Linked DNA regions of Oryctolagus cuniculus: region 1 is linked to region 2. A link is a contact called in public Hi-C data. All regions are on one chromosome and are shown on one strand. Each heading gives the region's core, a stretch centred on a gene start, on an enhancer-like site or on the middle of the called end of the contact. The rest is flanking DNA. Distances are from core to core; before and after follow the strand shown.

Region 1 (5,174 bases), core at 1,924-4,423, 300 kb before region 2:
TACCCTGTTTACATAAATAACTGCGAAATTGAACAAGTACAAATAATCTTGACTAACTTCATCAAAATGTGTTGAGTCAGAAATCCTTTGTAGTAACTGTTAAAAGAAGTTGTGGAAGGGGGATTCTTTTGTCAGCTACTCATCCGACAAGACCACCTTTATGCTGCATTGCTATATACGAACTGATGTATTTATTCAACAGGTTGACATTCAGAAGAGCCGTTAATTACATCTCCTTTTATCAGGAACCCCTATGTTTACGTTCGGCATCTGCCTTTGTGCAAAGCTTGAAAAGCTCGCAGTGCACAGGAAGCAGTTACTTCTTACTGTTGCTGGACGGATAGCATGGTAATCACCCAAAAAGCTTAATTAGGTGTTGAGAACACAAGTATCAAAGAGATTCCTGGACCTATGTAAAAAATTATTAACATGTTTTTAACACTTCCATGATGCAACCGATGCAAAAATACCATCTCCACAAGGGGCCACTCCATTTACCATCAGCGTCTCCCATGTTAATAACCAAAGCTGACATCTGTTAAAAGAAAATGTCTTACAAACTGCCGGTGAGCTTGGCAACAATTTTTAAGACACTAACACGCCACTTGAGTCCATTCTCACAAGAAGAAAAACTTTTTCCATGCACACATTGTTTTCATCCCCCATAGAGTGTACTACTTTCTCCTACACAGGACTGATTCTAACTACTTCAAACGGGGGGGGGGGGGGGGGGGATTGGCACTTACTTGTAACTCTAATGATTGCAATTACATACATCACAGTACAGGACAGCAAAACTCAAAACAAAAAATTGAGACTCCAAACAAGCAGGAAAAACTCCATTTATGAGCAAAAAGTATAAACACACATCACATGCCTAATGGCTCTCAAGCCTATTTTCTTTCTGCTGCCCCTCCCCCATAGGTAAGTGCTAACTATTTCTAGAACTCTCAATGACAATTTGGGAAGCTTGCCATCAACTCCCATGATACAATCCAACATTCACGATGTTTTCATGGAGACAAAGCTGCCCTACTTCTCCAGACTATAAACTTATTAAAACGGTGAGAGAACACGCAGTCCCAGAAAGCCAAGATTACTAAAATACACCAATGTAACATGGGTCTCATTTAACAAAAAATGAAAAATGAATCACATTGCGAAACCCCCCCCCCCAAAAAGTCACTCACTGTCTTCACCGTGTAACCAGGATATTTACTTCAAGTTGTTTTAGGCTAAGAGGCTAAAAACACCACGAGGCCCTTATGGTCTCCAAACTGGAGGAGGGCTCTTCAGGAAAAAAAAAAAAAAAAAAGGAGGAAGATGATTACTTAATGATGGAGGGGGAGGGGAAGGAGCCTCCAGTCTAAAAACCTAGAACTAAAAATAACCCACCATATTTTATTAACAAGATGTTTAGATGAGCATAAGGTTCTTGTTTGGAAAACAAGAAAGCCAACAGTAGTAAACTTCCCTAACTCGACTGCAAATCGCATAGGTACTAAAACTCTTAACCTCTGGGTCCTGCACAGTCCAAGCAAGATCTCAAGCAAACTCCAGCCGCCGAGAAAATCCGATTTTTAACTAGGCTGCAACACTTCTCTCTCAGATTCACCCATTATTTTTACAAATTGTCGGATAACCTAACAAAGAGCATTTTTTTTAAAAGCCACGACGACCCAAGTTTTCCATGAAACACACCATTTTCACAGGCTGAACTGAATCCCGGTCGCCACTGCAAGGCGATGCCCGCTTCAGCAAATTAGGAACTTCCAAAAAAACGCCGAACACGTTAACACACGCATGGCTTCCCTCGGGCTGCCACCGTGAAGATTAATATTTCACTTCAAGAAAAAGTCTTGTTTTCTGTTCAAAAAAAAAAAAAAAAAAAAACGACCTCGCCTGCAAAGAGGAAGTTCCCGAGAAACCACCCTCTCACAACGTGGCCTCTCCACTGTCAGAAAACACTGGCACTCGGTGCCACCCGAAACTTACCAGGAAGCTGGCAACAACTTTGCCAATTCTACACTTCTGAACCCAACTTCAAAGGGGCTCCACCAAACAGCTCCCGCCGCCGGTGGGAAGCACCAAGTGACCAACCACCGCGTCCCGGAGCGAGGCCCTGCGGCCGCCCGCCCCTCCCCCAGCCGCCGGCGCCCCCGCCCCGGACGCGCGGCCCCAACGACCGTCCGCAGCCCCCCGCACGCCGGCCGGGGGCTCGGGCCGCGCCCGCCCGGGGGAGCCGCTTCCCATGGCTGCCTGGGCTTCCACACAAAAATCGCGTGCATCGAGAGGAGCCGTCTCCTCGGCTAAAAATAGGCTATAAAGGAGTCGGCCTCATGATGGCTCCTTGATTCAATTTGCTGCAAATTCTTTCCTCAAAGCCTCCCCCCACCCGGCGCGCGCACACACACACACATATACACACACATACACATATACACATACACACAAAAAGGGGGTGTCGGTGCACGGAGGGGGAAGGGGCCAGCAGGCCCGGGTGCCCATTTTCGGGGCCAACGACAACATAATTAGGGTGAGGATCCCCCCCGAGACCCAGGGAGGGTGGGGGGGGTGGGCAGGCACGTGAGCATTTCAAAGGCGCCAGGGAGAGCCAAGGCGGGGGGATGGGGCACCCTAAATGCCCTCCCTCCCCTCCCCCACCCGAGCCCCAGCTCCCCCAAGGGCCCAGTGGAAAAACGCATGTTCCCCCTAGCGCCCATCCCCCCGCGGCCCGGCGCCCCCCGGCCGCCTCCGGCCCGCGGCCCCCCGCCCGGCCCGCGGCCGCCCCCACTCAGGGGTCCGGCCCCCGGCGCTTACCTGGAAACGGTGGCCTCCAACGCCGCTCCCCCCCTCCCGGGAATGGAGGCACAAGGAAACTCCCCTCGTCGCCGCCGCCGCCGCCGCCACCGCCTCCAACCACCCCCAAAATAACCCCTCCGGGGGGTGAGAGGCAATTATAACCCCGGCGAGCGCGGGGCGCGGGGGATGGGCGCCGGCGGGCGGGGGCGGGGAGCGCGGCGCGGGTCCCCAGGTGGCGAGCGGAGGTGCTCCCGCCGCGGGGGGAGGGGCGGGGGCGCACGCGGCCGGCGGCGGGGGGAGGCGGCGCGCGGGGGAAGGGCGCGAGCGGGGAGAGGAATTGAGGCAGAAGGTAAAAGCTGTTACTAAGGGAAAGAGCCAAACGGTTCGGAGCAGCCAACGGCTCAGACACTCAACACTGGGGAGAGAGGAATGGGGACCAGCCAGGCACAAATGAGCTCGCGAGGCCCGCGGCGGCGGCGGCGGCGGCGGCGGCCGCGCAGCAAAACAAACCCGAGCGGCCTGCGCCGGGCGGGCGCGCGGGGGAGGGGCCGGGGGGAGGGGCGCGGGGAAGCGGCGGGGGGGGGGGCGTCCGCGGGCCGCGCTCCTCTCCCTCCCGGCTCTCGGCGGCGGCGGCGCTGGGGGCTGGGCGAGTGCGGCGCATTCTTTTAAAAAAGAAAGCCGGCCCCGCGGGCGCTCCGAGGCGCCTCCGGGCGCGGGCGGCCCCGCCCCGCCCCCACCGCCGCGCTCGGCTGAGGGCCGCTGGGTGTAGGCCGCGCGGCCGGGCCGGGGCCGGGGCCGGGACCCGGGCCCGGGCCGGCCGAGTTTCCTGGGCGGCCGGCGCGGCGCACACGCTGCGGGCATGTGCGGGAGCGCGGCGCAGGCCTCGTGTGGACATTTGCTGAGGAAGGGCTAGCGCTAGTGCACACCTTTGTGTGCGTCAGTGCATATGTTACTGGGAAGCGTACCTGCACAGGGGCTCTAAGCTGTAAGAAGCGGTTTTCCGAGTGGAATCCGGAGCACGGGCTCTGCAGAGCGAACAGTCGCACACCGGGAGGGGTTTCTGATACTAAACACAGGGCTGTGATTGCAGTGTTTGTGCCCAAATGGACTGTGCGTCAAGCATATGGTGGTATTTATCGTCTGGTGGGCCTGTGGCAGAGGTTGGGTCCATCAGTTCGCATCTCACGAGAATAAAATCACGCTGCCCGGTGTGGACTAAATACGTGCCTCTACCGCAGCCTGCACGGTGGAAGTTCAGGCCCTGCGCGCACTCGGTGCGTGTGTGCTGTGGCGCATCAGAGGCGGCGATCGAACTGGAACTGAGGTGGCTGATACCGCGATAATAGGATGGAGGCAGGGAGTGCGGCGGGCTCTTTTTGAAAAGGGAGGCACCTCACCGCTATGAAAGCCAACGTGGTGTTCATCTTTCAGAGACTCTGAGAAAACAGGCCTGGGAGGTGCTCTTAGACCTCAGTATAAGCCGAGGACATAAAAAGCAACCACTCTAGTGATGTTAAAAAAAAAAAAAGACTTCAAACTTTTTGTTATGCTCCAGTATTACTGCCTTCAAAGTAAAATAATATTTTTGCAACCGCCTGGGGGGGAGGATTCTGTTTTCATAATTTCATCTCAGTATTTGGAAATAGGTGTAGTCTTTTGAAAGCAACAGTCTTTTCCTCTCAGTATCAGAGCTAAATATTTCTCTCTCTCCCTCCCTCCCCATCCTTCCCCACACGCACAAAGTAGTATTTGAAGTCACTTTGACCAGTGTGGACTCCGGGTGGCCTCATAGGCTCCGTGATGAGTCAGGTGCTTTTCTGGCGGAGGTCAAGGTCTCTTTCCCCTGGTGAGCCCTTGCTGTGGGGAGCAGCCAGAGGCCTTTGGTCAAGGACGCAGGCGGCCAGGCACAGGAAAACCGTCGGAGGAAAGGGAGTGGAATTGGAAACTGCCTTCCAACCGCCCCAAAGAGAATTCACAGTGTATTGGTGATGTGGCCGTGGAGCAATTTTCATTCGTGAAAGGGAATATTAAACAATGTCACCTGATGGGAATTTTGATAACTGCAAGTTTCCAAAATATTATGCTGAGTGTACGTGGGAACAGCACAAAGTGAGTTTTACGATTCAGCAGGGTTCTAAAGCTGCGGGTTTTCTTTTTTTTTTTAATCTGAGAATGACATTTTTTTTTTTTTTTGAGTTATTTATTTGAAAGAGTTAGAGAGAAGTAGAGACAGAGAGAGAGGTCTTCCATCTGCTGGTTCACTCCCCAGTGGCCGCAATGGCTGGAACTGCGCTGATCCGAAACCAGGAGCCAGGAGCTTCTTCCAGATCTTCCACACAGGTGCAGGAGCCCAGGGACTTGGGCCATCTTCT
Region 2 (4,561 bases), core at 1,328-3,827:
GTGAAATAATCAGTGGCAAATATTTCTTTCCCACCCAAGACATCTGTCATGTTTGACTCCCGCCGACAATCTATAAATGCGAAAGGCTTGCCCCATCAAGCACTTTCAGTTCTCTGTGGGTCTCGTCACTAATGAGAACTCCGGTTGCGTTGAAAGGGACTGGAAATCTGAGAGAAGTATGGGACCAAAACCCCAACAAATACAAAGGCAATCACCGCTTAATTTGAAGTGACACTTCCCTGTGTTTGGCTTTTCCAGCAGGGCAAGTTGGGATGTTTGCCACTGGAAAGTCAAAAATGCCTGCAAAAACAAAGGCCCAGTTTTCAAATATCTGGTCTGTGTCATTTATTTTTAATACTAAATGTGACATAGTGTAATGTTCTATCGATTAAATTAAACTGCACGGGTGAGTGAGATAGAATTTCAATCGAATCCTTAGATGAGAAATGAACTGCTTGTCACAGAGTTTTCCTGGCAATCGTCTAACATCCTGATAGATATTGGCTGGCTCCACTTAAACAGCTGGAACCTTGCAGCAGCTAAACAAAGGGCACACCCGCTAGGAGAAACAAAGTCTTGGGGCTTCAAAGGAGAGTGAAGAGGTCCCTCAGTCAGTGGGGAGTTTACAGGTTGGTTCCCCCACCCCTGTGAGTGCCATCTTCCTCCTGGGGGCTCTGTGCGCTTCTTTGTGAAGTCAGTGCGGCATGTGACACAGCTGCAGCATCTGTCTAGAGAAGGCACTTTGCATTCAATGCCACCGCCCTTTCCAGTTGCTTCTGAAGCCGGAAGGCCTGTTCATGTGGCAGTCTGCTGTGTGAAGAATAGCCATGTGTAATTCGAGTAGGGGGCAGGCAGGGGTTAGCAAAACTCAGGATCCTCAGGAGACTTTTCTGGTGGGATAGCAGTAGTTCAAAGAGGAGCTTCAGTTCCTGCATTAGCATAATTTGCTTTGTTCCTTGCCCCTGCAATGTGGGACAAAAATAATGTTTTTATAAGAGACTTATTTCTGAAGAAGTGTGTGTGTGCACGCGCGTGTGAATCTCCTTAGTGATGATTTGCCTAGAGATTGTTCCTTCTTACTTAGAAACTTTGGCTAAAGTGATTCGTTTCCCCCAGAATATGAGGACTGCTGAGACACTGAGAGAAATACGATAGGTTGAGGCTACTGTTCTCAGTTCCGCTGGGGTGTTGTAACCATGAGGTCACTGTTCTTGTAGCTATGCAACCAGGGTGCAGTTCCATAGAGAACAGCTAAGACCTGAAACCCATCCTTTAGGGGCAGATGGTCAGAGACGAATTGCAACCTTGAGAATACAAACCACGAACGCCACGGGTCAGCAAGGGCCCCTGATGGTGTACTTTCCTGGCATCAGCCCAGGACAGGTAGCTGCGGTTCATGAAGTGCAAGAGGAGATGTGAGTTTGTATAGGAGGATGGTGAGGAGGGGCACGTTCGGCTGTGTAAAGCAGTATAGGAAGGTCAAGGAGACACAGATGAAGCATACAAAAGCAAACCCAGTAAACAGCAACAGTGCTGGCAGGAACGATCAGAACAGTCAGCTCCATGCATTGGAAATGGAGCTTGCATAGCAAAGGAGTAAACCATTATCAGCACGGCCTGCACAACAAAGTTGTGCAGAGAGAACCTTGGAATAGATCATGGCATAACTGCACAATAGGAGACTCTGGAGCCATCACGAGGAATATATAGATTTATTCATTTTTGTATGAACATCATAGATATCTAACATGGAAACAGTATGTTCCAGATAATGCACTAGGGTAAATTTGTTGGGCAAAACAAAAGAGATGCATGTATATGTAAGTAAGTATATGAATAAGCATGTATATTTGTATACATTTATGTATGTGGTGCAAGCAGTCTTCAAAAAGTTATAGAAAATGCATGTTAGAGAAACACTATGCATGAATTTCAAAAATTTTTTCATCGAATAAATTTATCTTTTTCTTCCGCTTTTCCACAAATATTTTGAAATACCCTTATGCTTTCTATGCATATATACATGTGCATGCAGTATATATAGGGCATATAGTTTTCTAAATCTAGTAGTGATTTCCTCTAGGAAGCAGGTCAAAGAGGGTCAGGCTGAGGCTGCAGAAGGATAGAAGAGAACAAGAACATTAAAAGTAAGTCACCTAGTGCTTCTCATTGACATGCACTGGGGAGGGGCCTAGTCGTGCTTTTGAGGAGCCTGGGGAATGATGTATGATGTCTCCATCTCTCAGCCAGAAACACCTTGACCGGGCTGATGCTGGCCAACCCTGCTGCTGCAATGCAGGTGTCCAGGTGGATTCCTGTTGGTTCTGGTTGGGCAGTCACATAGATTCTGGCCACCCCGCTGGTGCCAGAACAGTCTGTCACTGGTCTGGCTCTTCAGTGAAGGCAGCCTCACACGGGAGGGTGCCGCCAGCCCAGCAGATGACTGAAATGGGATGTGAACACAGGCGAAGCGTTGGCTGGCCTCTTCTTCGCATTCAGCGACGTCTCATTCAATACATCAGCCGGCTGGAGTCTCCCCTTCAAGTGTGGGAGACCGTGAACCACTCACAAGGCTTCTTAGACTGGAAGGAGGGAGGGAGTTCTCAAAAGCTATTCCTGAATGTCTTCCTCTTGTGATTAGCAGGGAGGAGGCTGGCTGGGGTGGGGGTGGATAACAGTCTTCAGCTTCTGGCTGGGCTGCCAGCCCAAAAGTCTTTTTTTTTTTTTTCCTGCACCATATGGATACAGGAAAAATATAAAGGATGTGTTCCCTGCCCTTGAGGAATTTATAATCTAGTTGGGGGGCAGCCAAACGGCTGCTGGGTAGCCTCGGATCAGCGGCCGCCTGAACTGGTGAGATGCCGCTTGTGCCATCCCAGCAGGACCCAGCTGTTCCCTCTTCTGGGGGTCCAGGCTTGACCTTGGCCTTGGGCCACAGGTCAGTGGGCTGCAGGAGGAAGCATGAGCTTATTTCTTTTGCTTTGTAGCATTGGTTTTGGTGAAGATTGTAGGAATTTCTCAAGCTAAAGCTTTTAGTGAACAGTCACTGGTTCAAGTTCACAAGCCACATCATTAATCATTAATCATTAATAAGTGGCTGTAGAACACCCTTTCCTTTGCCAGAGAAAATAAGCGAGTTATAAACCTACCAACAAATAAATATATACCCCCCCCCCGCCCCAGCAACTAGAAAATTGATCCTTTTTGTGGCCATAGAATTTTCAGTTTTGGAAAAGACTTTAGAAATCACCAGGGTAATTGCTATCATCTCAATTTAGGGAAGCAAAGGTCTGAGTTCCAGCAGGCATTCTCTCCAAGGCACGTTTTCTGACTCCTAACCCAATATTCTTTCCCATGGTAGAATTTGGGAATGCCTATTAATATGAGCTGACATGCTGTCATTTCAAGTGTACTTTGAAGAAGAGATGACTTCCCGGGTGATACCTTCATTTTTATTTCTTTATTATACGGTTATCTAACGTCAGCATGAGCGGTTGGAGAAGGAAAAGCTAATTCATCTCACTGTGACTTGGTTTCCATCTGGGAAGAGAACAGAGGAAAGACGGCCTGAGCTGGGGAGGGGAGGAGGAAGGGCCGGGGTCTGAAGGCATGATGACCCCTAGGGCGAGCTCGCTCGGAGTGCAGATGGGCTTGCACTCAGGACAGAGGCAGAAAACATTAAGTGGACGTGGCAGGAGGCAGAAGCTGATATCCGAGGGGTCTGGCAGCATCAGGGAGCAGGGCCCTGTCGTGAAAAGAGGCTGTAGGACTCCAAGAGGGCCTGTGCCCCAGGCAGGGACTGGGTGTGGGAGAAGCTGAGATGGGCTGCGTTGTCAGCGGTAAGGCAACGTCTCAGAACTGAGCCCAGTCACACTGGGAAGAACAGGAAGGCTGACCGCGAACTGAGTTTAGACTCTTTCAGTCTACGAGCCTTCCTCTTTTTCTTCTCACTTTTTTTTTTTAAGAAAAATATACAGTGCATTATCATTATTTACACTCATATGTTACAGTGCTTCAGAATGGCGGGACTTCTTACTCCTACCTGCCCAAAACCTTGTACCTATTAATCAGCATTTCCCCATCTCAGCCTCATCTTTTTAATTTTGGATTCCAGTGTCAGGTTTAAGTCAGCAATGGGGACCAAGAAGCCAGGCTGGGGTGTTGTTGGAAGTGGAGGGGAACGACACCCAAAAGCTGGCGATGGGTGAATTGAGAACAACCTGACAATCTCAGACAGAAGCGTTCAAATGCACACACAGGAGAACAGGCCCAGGGTCGCCTCAGGAAGGCTTGCCTTGCCTGGTATTCTCCATGAAAATTTCTGAAGCTGTTGATTAGAACCGTTGTTGGCCAACTTCCCAAGGAACGGGCAGAGTCTGGAAGCAGAAGTCATCAGTGCCTATCCATACACTATGCAGGGCAAAGGGAGTGTGCATTAGCTAACAGGTGCAGTATATGTGGGGGTCCCTGCTGGGCTAGGGCTTTGGTGCAGGCTTAAAGGGAAGCTATGAAATATTTAAATGACAGAACTTCCTCCTCTTGCCTCCTGCTGGTTGCACGC

Evidence for each region. A called contact is a pair of places that touch in the nucleus more often than the background predicts.
Region 1: a contact with region 2 is called in a Hi-C map of an unstated tissue, with 2.9 times the contacts expected there. The contact joins the promoter of TBL1XR1 here to the enhancer-like site in region 2. A contact is called at or near these places in 2 of 6 Hi-C or Micro-C datasets (liver and an unstated tissue).

What each region holds. Positions count from the first base shown.
Region 1 is chr4:102,717,011-102,722,184 of mOryCun1.1, reverse strand. It overlaps TBL1XR1 (TBL1X/Y related 1), which reads right to left and starts at 3,173. Exons shown (of 15, transcript XM_051818788.2): 1 at 2,821-3,173.
Region 2 is chr4:102,415,292-102,419,852 of mOryCun1.1, reverse strand. No RefSeq gene overlaps it. Among named protein-coding and RNA genes, the nearest start is that of TBL1XR1, 300 kb to the left of the region's middle. Within about 2 kb of position 2,577, at least 2 of the 8 cell types and tissues checked have an H3K27ac peak or open chromatin away from gene starts, as enhancers often do.